3 separate regions of the Mus musculus genome follow, and all the other regions are linked to region 1. A link is a contact called in public promoter capture Hi-C data. All regions are on one chromosome and are shown on one strand. The core of a region is the stretch at or near the end of the contact, and the rest is flanking DNA. Distances in the headings are between cores, read along the strand shown. Region 1 has its middle 4.5 kb from the start of Gm19835. Region 2 overlaps Rad50 (RAD50 double strand break repair protein). Region 3 holds the start of Il13 (interleukin 13).

Region 1 (3,172 bases), core at 241-2,740:
GCCCCTCTGTTAATGAGCACTTAGGAGTACAGACAAGGAAGCAAGACAAGCTGATGTCTTTCATCTAAGTAGAAGGCGAGTTAATTATGGCTATGAAAGAGGTTAGGGACAAATTGAACTGTGTCTACCAGGCTGTCTTTAAAACCAGGACAACTCTCTCTGTCCCAAGGGCAAATGCCCATTGATGGGTCTCACATCTCTAAACACTGGTACTATAATTTCAGATCCTGGCTGAATTGGTATTCATCTGTCACAGCAAGAAGTCTAGTCTCTGAATCATCTAGCCTAGTCAGCAGGGTCACTACTTCACAATCAAGGTCATGGTTTAACAGCATTCTGCAGGCTTCTTAAATTAGGCCCATCCTAATTCAGACAGCCTAGTGAGGAAAAAAAAAAAAAAAAAAAAGCAACCAACCAACTAAGCCTCCAAATTCCCTCAGAGGGGAGGGGGTGTGGGTAAAAGAATCTTTTCTGTTAAACCTTCTACCGTATGTGGGGCTGGAGAGATGGCTCAGCCTTTAAGGGCACTTGTTGCTCTTGCAGAACAGCAGAGTTCACTTCCCAGCACCCACACTAGGCTGCTCACAATTTAACCTGTTCCAGCTCCAGGGCATCTGATGCCCTCTTCTGGGTTCTTTGGGCACTTGAACACAGTGTGTGTGTGTGTGTGTGTGTGTGTGTGTGTGCGCGCGCGCGCGCTCATGTGTATGTACACACACTTGCTCAGACAGGCACATATACGTACGTACACATAAGTAAAAATAAATATTATACATTAAGGATGGGGATAAAGCTCAATACATAGAGTATCTTCTTAGCAAATAAAAAACCCTGGGCTCCATATTTAGCATCCCATAAAATAGGCATCGTGGTGCATAGTTATAACCCCAGTCCTGGAGAGGAGGAAGGTAGAAAGATCAGAAATTCAGCCGGGCAGTGGTGGTGCATGCCTTTAATCCCAGCACTTGGGAGGCAGAGGCAGGCGGATTTCTGAGCTCGAGGCCAGCCTGGTCTACAGAGTGGGTTCCAGGATAGCCGGGGCTACACAGAGAAAACCTGTCTCAAAAAAACAACAACAAAACAAACAAACAAACAAAGATCAGAAATTCAAGGCTGTCCTTAGGTGTATCACAAGTTTGAGGCTAACCTGAGCTGTATGAGACCCTGTCTTAAAGCAATAACAACAACAAAATGCCTCATGTAGTAGAATTAAGCAGGCAGAAAAGAAATGGGGGGGAGGAAAAGTAGCAGAGGACTGCTTGAGGAGCATCACCTCATGGGTACCCAGCTTTTCCAAGTCTCAGAGGACCAGGCTTGCTGCTCTCCCGACTTAGCAACCAAGCAACCAGTCTGACCTATCACAAAAACAGCCTGGAAAAAAAAAATCGCAGATGCAAAAACTGAGTTTTCAACTCGGGCATGTGACCTGGTGCTAGGATTCAGAACTATGACCTCATTGAGATCAGGCACAACAGGCTGCAAGCCTGAGAAAGGAGGAGAGAGAGGCCTTCTCGCTTCCCCTGGGCTAGTAAGCAAGAACAAAACATGATTTGTTCCGGAAGGAAGTCGTGACTAAAAAAACAGCTTGCTATCTGGGCAAAGTCCCTTTGCAGCCTCTGCTGGCCACCCATCCCCCTCAAGTCCCTTTTAGCTGGAGACCCCCCTGCTGATGGCGCTTAAGAGGCCAGAAGGGGCCCATAATGAGAGGCCACACACGCAAAACAAGAGATTCCCACTGCCATAACAAGGATCAGAATGGTCAAAACCATAAGCGCCCACCACAGCTCAGCGGGCGTAGGCGTGGAATTTAGTGGCCAGCGTGGGTTGAAAGTCATAATAGAGTCTAATGTTATATAATGTATTTGAACTATGAAGACTTTTTAAATTACATTTATTTATTTATTTTGTATTCGTGTGTAACAGTGTGACTGTGGAGGTCAGAGAACAACTGTGGGGATCAGTTCTCTCCTTCCACCATGTGCGTCCTGGGAATTGAACTCAGGTAATTAGGCTTGGTAGCAAGTACCTTTATCCACTGATCTATCTTACCAGTCCCTGAAGCCGCTTGAAAAGAAATAGATTTATTTTATTTGTAATTATGTGAATGTGTGTGGGTATGTGTACATGGGCGCTAGTGCCCACAGAGACCAGATAGATGAAGATGTTGGATCCCTGTTGTTGGAGTTGGTTGTGGCTGCTGGGAACAGAACCCCAGTCCTGTGGAAGAGCAGTACTGACTCCAACCCACTGAGCCATCTTTCTAGCCGAGGGTTTGTTTTTTTAATTTATATTTTTGGTGTTGGTGTTGGTTTTTCATCCTGTTTTATTTTTTTCCAGGAGCTCACTATATAGACCAGGCTGGCCTTGAGGTTCCACTGACTTCTGACTCCCAAGTGCTGGGATTAAAGGCGGTGCCACAGCATCCTGCTTGGCCTGAGCGCTTTCTCTCTCTCTCTCTCTCTCTCTCTCTCTCTCCCTCTCTCTCTCTCTCTCTCTCTCTCTCTCTCCCTCTCTCTCTCCTTCTCTCTCTCTCTCTCTGTCTCCCTCCCTCTCTCTTTTTTTAAGATTTATTTTTACAAGTACACTGTCGCTGTCTTCAGACCCACCAGAAGAGGACATCAGATCCCATTACAGATGGTTGTGAGCCACCATGTGGTTGCTGGGAATTGAACTCAGGACCTCTGGAAGAACAGTCTCTTAACCACTGAACCATCTCTCTAGACCTGGCCTGAGCTTGTAAAATTTATGTTTATTTAACTAAGTAGCCTTAATAACTACAAAGGGCTTGCCACCCTTGCTTCTGGATATTTTAGGGTACAAGCCTAGGCCCTGGCAGCCCCCTGTGGTCACCTACATGTCCTCACTTTACCAATTAAAGAGACAAGAAATATCAAAGTATAGGGAAAGAGGTTTATCCATGTGACCATACTGAGAAAGGAACAAATAAAGAGTTTCAGGTCCCACCCACCCAGCAAGTTCACCTCACTGGCACTGACGGTTTTAAATGGAAGGCATGAGATATATGCATACATAATTAAACAGTCCTAACCAGGGTGTGTTCCCTCTCATCACTGACTGACCCATTATTGTCTGGCTCCTGTGTGTGTCCAAGGTGGTCTGACAAGTTGTCAGAAGCTCCTCCTGGAACACAAGCTCCTCATCCGATGGCATG
Region 2 (3,172 bases), core at 444-2,943, 190 kb before region 1:
AGGGTGATAAGTGACCACGAGGCGAGCTGTCACAAGAAGGGCCAGGGGAGGTGTTTAGAGGTGCGTAAGGAGTAAGTGCTGTGAGGAGAGCCATGGAGTAGAACTGCTGCTTGTTCTTGTCTCCAGGAGAGCCAGTGGGTGGCTGCTGCTTGCTCCATCCCATAATCTGGGGTCTGAGGCTGTAAGCCCCAGAAATATAGCAGAATTCTGCCCCTATTTATTTATCTGGGAATGGGTCCATGCTCAGGGTTAGCAGATGTCAGTGTCCTAGGAGGAGCGTTCCACTGGAAGATTAAATGAGAACATTCAATTTGTTCTTCTGACTTCTAAAGAAAGAATGTGGTAGTGTGTAGTTACCATGCTTGAGGGCCGTTGTTCTATTTCCAGCACAAAACTATAAAAAATACAAGTATAGGAAAGTAATTGTACATATCTCTTTAACAACTTTTGGCAGAGTTTGTGTAGTAGCTCTTTAACCAAAATTTTCAAATTTCTAGGGAGCTGGAGTAGAGGGCTCAGTGGTAAAGAGCACTGGCTACTCTTGCATTGGCTCTGGGTTTAGTTCCCAGCATGCACGCAGTGGCTCACAACCACCTGTAACTCCAGTTCTGTGGCATCTGATATGCTTTTCTGATGTCTTTGGGTCCCAGGCACATACATAGTGCATGCCCTTATGTGGAGGCAAAGCATTCCGACACATAAACTCAATCTAAATAATTTAAATTTTTCAAATATCCCACATTTGTTTTTATTTTAGCAAAGAGCTAGCTTCAGCTGAACAAAATAAAAATCATATAAATAATGAGCTAAAGAAAAAGGAAGAACAGTTGTCCAGTTATGAAGATAAGCTATTTGATGTTTGTGGTAGCCAAGATTTGGAAAGTGATTTGGGCAGACTTAAAGAAGAAATTGAAAAGTCCTCAAAGCAGCGAGGTAAGTTACAGTTTATAGAGATCATCAAGGCACTTTGACTTTTGAAATTTCATTCACAGGTAACTGCTAAGGATCAGAGATTTTAAGACTTACTTTGAAAATTAATTATAATTGTGTGTATGAAGGGGTATGTGCATGTGAGTCAGGTATCCACCAAGGCCAGAGGCATCAGGTCGTCCTTGGAGGTAGTGTTGCAGATGATAGTGAGCTGTCCAGTGTAGGTGCTAAAAACCAACTCTGCTTCTCTTGCTAGAGCAGCAAGTGCTCTTAACTGCTCAGCCACCCCTCCAGCCCAAGGACTATCCTGGAGGTTTAGAAACTTTGCATAGACCCAAAAGACTTGAACTTGTTCCTGGCTGTATAGCTTCACTGTACAAGTAGCTTTGGGACTTGCTGAACCTTTCTTGTGCTTCAGATTTGTCCTCTATAGAATGAAAATAAAGCTATGCATTATGTAGTACAGTAAGAGGAGCAAATGAGATTGTGTGTGTAAGGAATGCCTAGCACATAGAAGATCTCAGTAAAATGTTAGATGCCAGAGATTATGCAAATAGAATATAGAGTATCCTTAGGAAGATTTAAATGTCAAAATCTTTATTTCCTTTGGGTATACTTATAAAGCAAGAATAATGATTATGGAAGAAATGCATGTGTGTCTGACTAGGGTTTCCTAACCTTTTAAACAGCCATGCTGGCAGGAGCCACAGCAGTTTACTCCCAGTTCATTACGCAGCTGACAGATGAAAACCAGTCCTGCTGCCCAGTCTGTCAGAGAGTATTTCAGACAGAGGCTGAGTTACAGGAAGTCATCAGCGACTTGCAGTCCAAGCTGAGGCTTGCTCCAGATAAACTCAAGTCAACAGAATCGGAACTGAAGAAAAAAGAGCGGCGCCGTGATGAAATGCTTGGGCTTGTGCCCGTGAGGTAAGCCTGAGTAGTCTTGGCTCGGGTGGTCTTTACTCTGTGTTTCCTGAGGCTTGGCTTGAGTCATAGTTACGACAGTTCTAAACTGCTTGTTGATGTCATTTTCCAAACCCCACAAACAAAATATGAAAAGTTCTAAAAAACAACTTAAAAATTTTTATGTATGTGTGTGGATGTTTGCCTACATGTATGTCTGTGCACCACATGGGTACTTGGTACCTGTAGAAGCCCAAAATGGGTATTAGATACCCTGGGACTGGAGTTTTATATGGTTGTGAGCTGGCTGTGAGGGCTGGGAACTAAATCCTGGTCCTCTGGAAGAGTAACCAGTGCTCTTAACTGCTAAGCCCCCCTCTCCCAAAAAACCCTCTAACTTTTAAAACTACATTTTATTTATTTAGTGTGGGTATGGGCATGCAATGTCATTCATGTGGCCGTCAGAGGACAACTTTCAGAAGTTCTCCTTTCCATTATGTAGGTCCTGGGGTTCAAACTCGGGCCATTAGGCTTGGTGGCTGGCATCTTTACCCGCTAAGCAATCTTGTCATTCCCCAAGACAACCTTAAGGGTATGACGTTCTCATCGGTAACTCCTTATCCTCATGCTTCTCCCTCCCAAGGTCGGGTGTGGGCCACCATGTCCTGCTCCAAAGAGCTCTTAACAGTCCGTTCTCTAGACAGGAAGCCTCTTTACTTACTTTACTTTACTTATTTATTTATTTATTTTTGGTTTTTTTTGAGACAGGGTTTCTCTGTAGCCCTGGCTGTCCTGAAACTCACTTTGTAGACCACTCCCTGCCTGTGTGAGACTTTGTTAGCACTGTGTGACTGCTCCTGGTTCTTAGCCAAAATCCTGTCATCATAACTGTCCTTTTTACATGTAACAGGCCTGTCTGTGACCACGGTTTTTGGAAGTAATAAGAAATGGAAGTGATTGCTCATGTTAATATACATATGAAATAGGAACACTTCATTGTTTCTTCTCCCCCCTCCAACCCTCCCTTAAGAACTTGTCTGTTACCACAGTACTTTAAGGTTGGCATTTCTTGGTCATAGTGTATACTTTTTAAAAAATCAGTAACAGTTATAGCATGTAATAGCCAACATTTGGGTTGTTGTTTTTTCCTTGTTATTAGCAGCTAATTTAATTTATTGTACTTTTTAGACTTGCCATATTAATTTAATTTTAAGAAAGAATTTGGAATTTTTCAGAAATAAACTTGATTTTTTTTAAAAAAGTTTATTTTTAGTTTATATGTATGGATGTTTTATTTTCTTGTATGATCTGTGCACTCCATGCATGCAATGCTCATGAA
Region 3 (3,172 bases), core at 280-2,779, 140 kb before region 1:
GCTGCCCGCATGCCTTCTGCTTGTCTTGAGGGGCAGGGGCCGTTGACTCACCCATGCAGCGCCCAAGGTGTTTCCCCAAGCCTTTCCCCACCCCAGGAGACCTCCAAGGGATCTGCCACCTTGCCCTGTCCTCCAGATTGAGAAACTGAGGCCCCACAGGGGTCATTTGGCTAGGCAAGGCACTTCAAATCCCGGGAGGGCACAAGGGACGGAGGCAGATTTCCAGTTCCCAGATCTGTAGAAGGTCGGGGGGCACCTCCACTGTGGACAGAAAGCTGTCATGTTTTCCCCAGTGGGAAGGGAGCTGGGCAGGACTAGGCCCTGCAGGAGTGAGGGCGTCAGGAAATTTGTGAGAAGATGGAATCTGGCTGAGGAGAAGAAACGGGTGGGGAAAGAGTCTGAGAAAGAAGAGGGGCCATGGAGGGGCCTCTGCTGGCCTGAGGGAGGAAGTGGGTGAGGGTGCATCTTGACATCACTACCCAATAGGCAAATGCTGCGGCCTCTGCAGGGGGTGGGTGGCTCAGTATGAGGAAAGAGTAGGGAAAAGGCTATGTGCGGGTGTCCCTGCAGCAGAGATGCTGCAGCTCCAATCATTTTCAACATTCTGGGAAATTTGAGGCCCTTGCAGGATCAGCGCAGCTTCTGCGGAGACGTGGAGGTTGGGGTAGGGGTGGGGGCTGGGGGAGTGTGATGGCCACAGTCTCGGCCTTATCAACAGCATTAATGCTCTTTGGCCTGGGCTGGAGTTTGGGCAGCCTGCTGCTGGCCCAACCCAGATATAGTGTCCCAACAGAAGGGTCAAGAGAAGACACTGGTGGGCCGGGTGTTCAAGCTGCCCACTGGCAGAATTAGCATCAGAAGAGATTTACTCCTTAAAGGTCAGGGGAATACCTGAGCCAGCTGCATTTCAGCGAACCTTTGGGCAGTACAAACGTCTATATCCCTCCCACTCGTGCAGCTGAGGAACAATAGTGTGGTTGGAAGTGGCTTCTTAGTCTCTCTGTCCTGTTTAAATTTTGTATCCAAACCATGCATTGCTTTGGTGATTTATCAGATACGTTTGTTGAAATTAAGAAGAAAAAAAGAAAAGAAAGAAAGAAGAAAGGAAGGAAGGGAGGAAGGAAGAAAGAAAGAAAGGAGAAAACTTCCCCAATTCTCACAGCTAATAGACTGATACTCACCTGCCCAAAGGGTGACAAGTACTTAGTGATCAAGGGGTCAGCATTGGGCTGGCTGCTCAGGAGCTTGGGGCGGTCAGCGGGTGGAATTACTGGGGCGGAAGTTAGCTTTGCTGATGCCCACCGTGGAAATAAACCACCCAGAACCTGGAAACCCTGTCCCAGACCCTTCTCAATAAATCCACTAAATCAGACTCTTTCCTTTAGCGGCCACTGGATTTTCCAAAAAAGAAAAAAAAAAATTCAAGATGAGTAAAGATGTGGTTTTCAGATAATGCCCAACAAAGCAGAGACCAGGGGTGAGGCGTCATCACTTTGGTTTATAAAAGCTGCTTCAACAGGCTAAGGCCACAAGCCAGCAGCCTAGGCCAGCCCACAGTTCTACAGCTCCCTGGTTCTCTCACTGGCTCTGGGCTTCATGGCGCTCTGGGTGACTGCAGTCCTGGCTCTTGCTTGCCTTGGTGGTCTCGCCGCCCCAGGGCCGGTGCCAAGATCTGTGTCTCTCCCTCTGACCCTTAAGGAGCTTATTGAGGAGCTGAGCAACATCACACAAGACCAGGTGAGTAGCACACACAGCCCCTTCCCGGAAGAGGTCATGAGCAGGCTGGGTCTGGGCCTGTGTGAGTGACAGACGAAGCCCCCTGGTCACCGGGCTCAAAAATGAGGAAGAAGAGCAGCTAACTTGGGGGGGGGGAGGGTGCAACAGTGTATGGACAGTAAAGGGTTCCCCCAAAGAAAAGACCTTTACAACAGGACAGGTTTAATCTAAGAAAACCCGTGGAGAAGAAACCTCTGGATGGGGAAACCAGACAGCTCTCCAACTGCTCATAGCCTAGGGATAGTTATGGGGACAGGGAAGAGTTGAGATGTTGGTCCAAAGCTTGCTATCAGTATTCAAAGAAGCAAGCAAGAGGGCCAGCTGATCCTTATCTGATCTGATAATGACTGGCTAGTCGTTATCAGGGACGTGTAGGAGTGGCGACCACTGTTTATCCAAAATGGAGGATTTTCTCAAAATGGCGTGGCCATGGCTAACAGATGGACCTTGCAGGGGTTGGCAGAGTCACCCGAGGCCTGGCCCCACTTCTACTAGCTCGGGACTCTTCCACAGAGGAAAACCGGGACGAGCCAGCAGCTTCCTAGAACCATTTGGCATCTGCCAGCTGGGTTTCCCATGTCATGTCCATCTGGATTTCTTAACCCATGTCCCTGTCAGGGTTTCAGTCAGTGGGACAGGACGCAGTGACGCCAACTCCTCTCTCTACTGGAAAATCAGCTCATAGCATCTGACCACTGATTACTGCCAAGCCTGGCACTGGATGCTGTCTTATCTTTATTGACACCCCCAGAGGCTGGCATGGTGGTTTCCTTTTGTGAGGTCCAGGGAGGCTAATGTCAGACTCAAGCCTTTTAAGAATCTCACCTGAGGCCTCGTGTGTGTGTCCCTAACATGGTGTCTCATTCAGAGAAGAGAAGTGGTCCACTAGGCTCCCACTGCCTCCCACTTGACTTGACTAGGTCAACAGCAGCCTCCCCCACCCCTCCTTTATAAAACCTCACTCTGGCCTTCTCTGTAGACCCCCGTCCTCCTGCCCAGACAGTGGCAAGCTTCAGATAAGGCATTTCCCCTGCCAACAGCCACTCAGTTTCCCTCTTTCAGCTCCAAGACTCTATTTCCTGCCCTAGCTCCTTATGCAGACTAGACAGCGAAGCATAGGGTGTTGAGGGGTTGTCAAGCCAGGCTCTATGCTACCCGAGGGATGCTTGTGGGCCTGGCCTGGCTGGGGTAGGCCTGTGACTCCTGCTACCGGTCTACTCACGGTCTCTTTGCTTCCTTAGACTCCCCTGTGCAACGGCAGCATGGTATGGAGTGTGGACCTGGCCGCTGGCGGGGTAAGGAACCTGGCCTGAGGGGATGTGGCGGCGGTTATTGGCTGTTGGCTTCTTTTCTCTAAGCCCCACTCATGTAGCTAGAGCTTTGCAAACAACCTTCA

What was found. Promoter capture Hi-C pulls out the DNA fragments that hold promoters and counts their contacts. Capture Hi-C pulls out chosen DNA fragments and counts their contacts.
Region 2: a contact with region 1 is called in a promoter capture Hi-C map of adipose tissue. The contact joins two enhancer-like sites. A contact is called at or near these places in 3 of 39 promoter capture datasets (the C10 cell line, the HPC-7 cell line and embryonic stem cells) and 2 of 9 other capture datasets (adipose tissue and liver).
Region 3: a promoter capture Hi-C map of the HPC-7 cell line shows a contact between it and region 1. The contact joins the promoter of Il13 here to the enhancer-like site in region 1. A contact is called at or near these places in 13 of 39 promoter capture datasets (the C10 cell line, the HPC-7 cell line, HPC-7-derived erythroid cells and 8 more), 2 of 15 datasets of contacts at CTCF or cohesin (embryonic stem cells and large pre-B cells), 38 of 484 Hi-C or Micro-C datasets (B cells, the Ba/F3 cell line, CD4 T cells and 14 more), 6 of 115 datasets of contacts at active chromatin or transcription factors (embryonic hindbrain, embryonic midbrain, embryonic stem cells and 2 more) and 4 of 9 other capture datasets (adipose tissue, embryonic stem cells, liver and 1 more).

Annotation. Positions count from the first base shown.
Region 1 is chr11:53,490,524-53,493,695 of GRCm38.p6, reverse strand. No RefSeq gene overlaps it. Among named protein-coding and RNA genes, the nearest start is that of Gm19835, 4.5 kb to the right of the region's middle. Within about 2 kb of position 1,490, at least 60 of the 459 cell types and tissues checked have an H3K27ac peak or open chromatin away from gene starts, as enhancers often do. A contact at or near this core is called in the HPC-7 cell line, adipose tissue, bone marrow-derived macrophages and 3 more, where this site is marked.
Region 2 is chr11:53,681,887-53,685,058 of GRCm38.p6, reverse strand. Rad50 (RAD50 double strand break repair protein) reads left to right here. Exons shown (of 25, transcript NM_009012.2): 12 at 758-933; 13 at 1,620-1,857. Among named protein-coding and RNA genes, the nearest start is that of Rad50, 24 kb to the left of the region's middle. Within about 2 kb of position 1,693, at least 12 of the 459 cell types and tissues checked have an H3K27ac peak or open chromatin away from gene starts, as enhancers often do. A contact at or near this core is called in adipose tissue, where this site is marked.
Region 3 is chr11:53,633,059-53,636,230 of GRCm38.p6, reverse strand. Il13 (interleukin 13) reads left to right here and starts at 1,529. Exons shown (of 4, transcript NM_008355.3): 1 at 1,529-1,737; 2 at 3,018-3,071. The coding sequence starts at 1,597.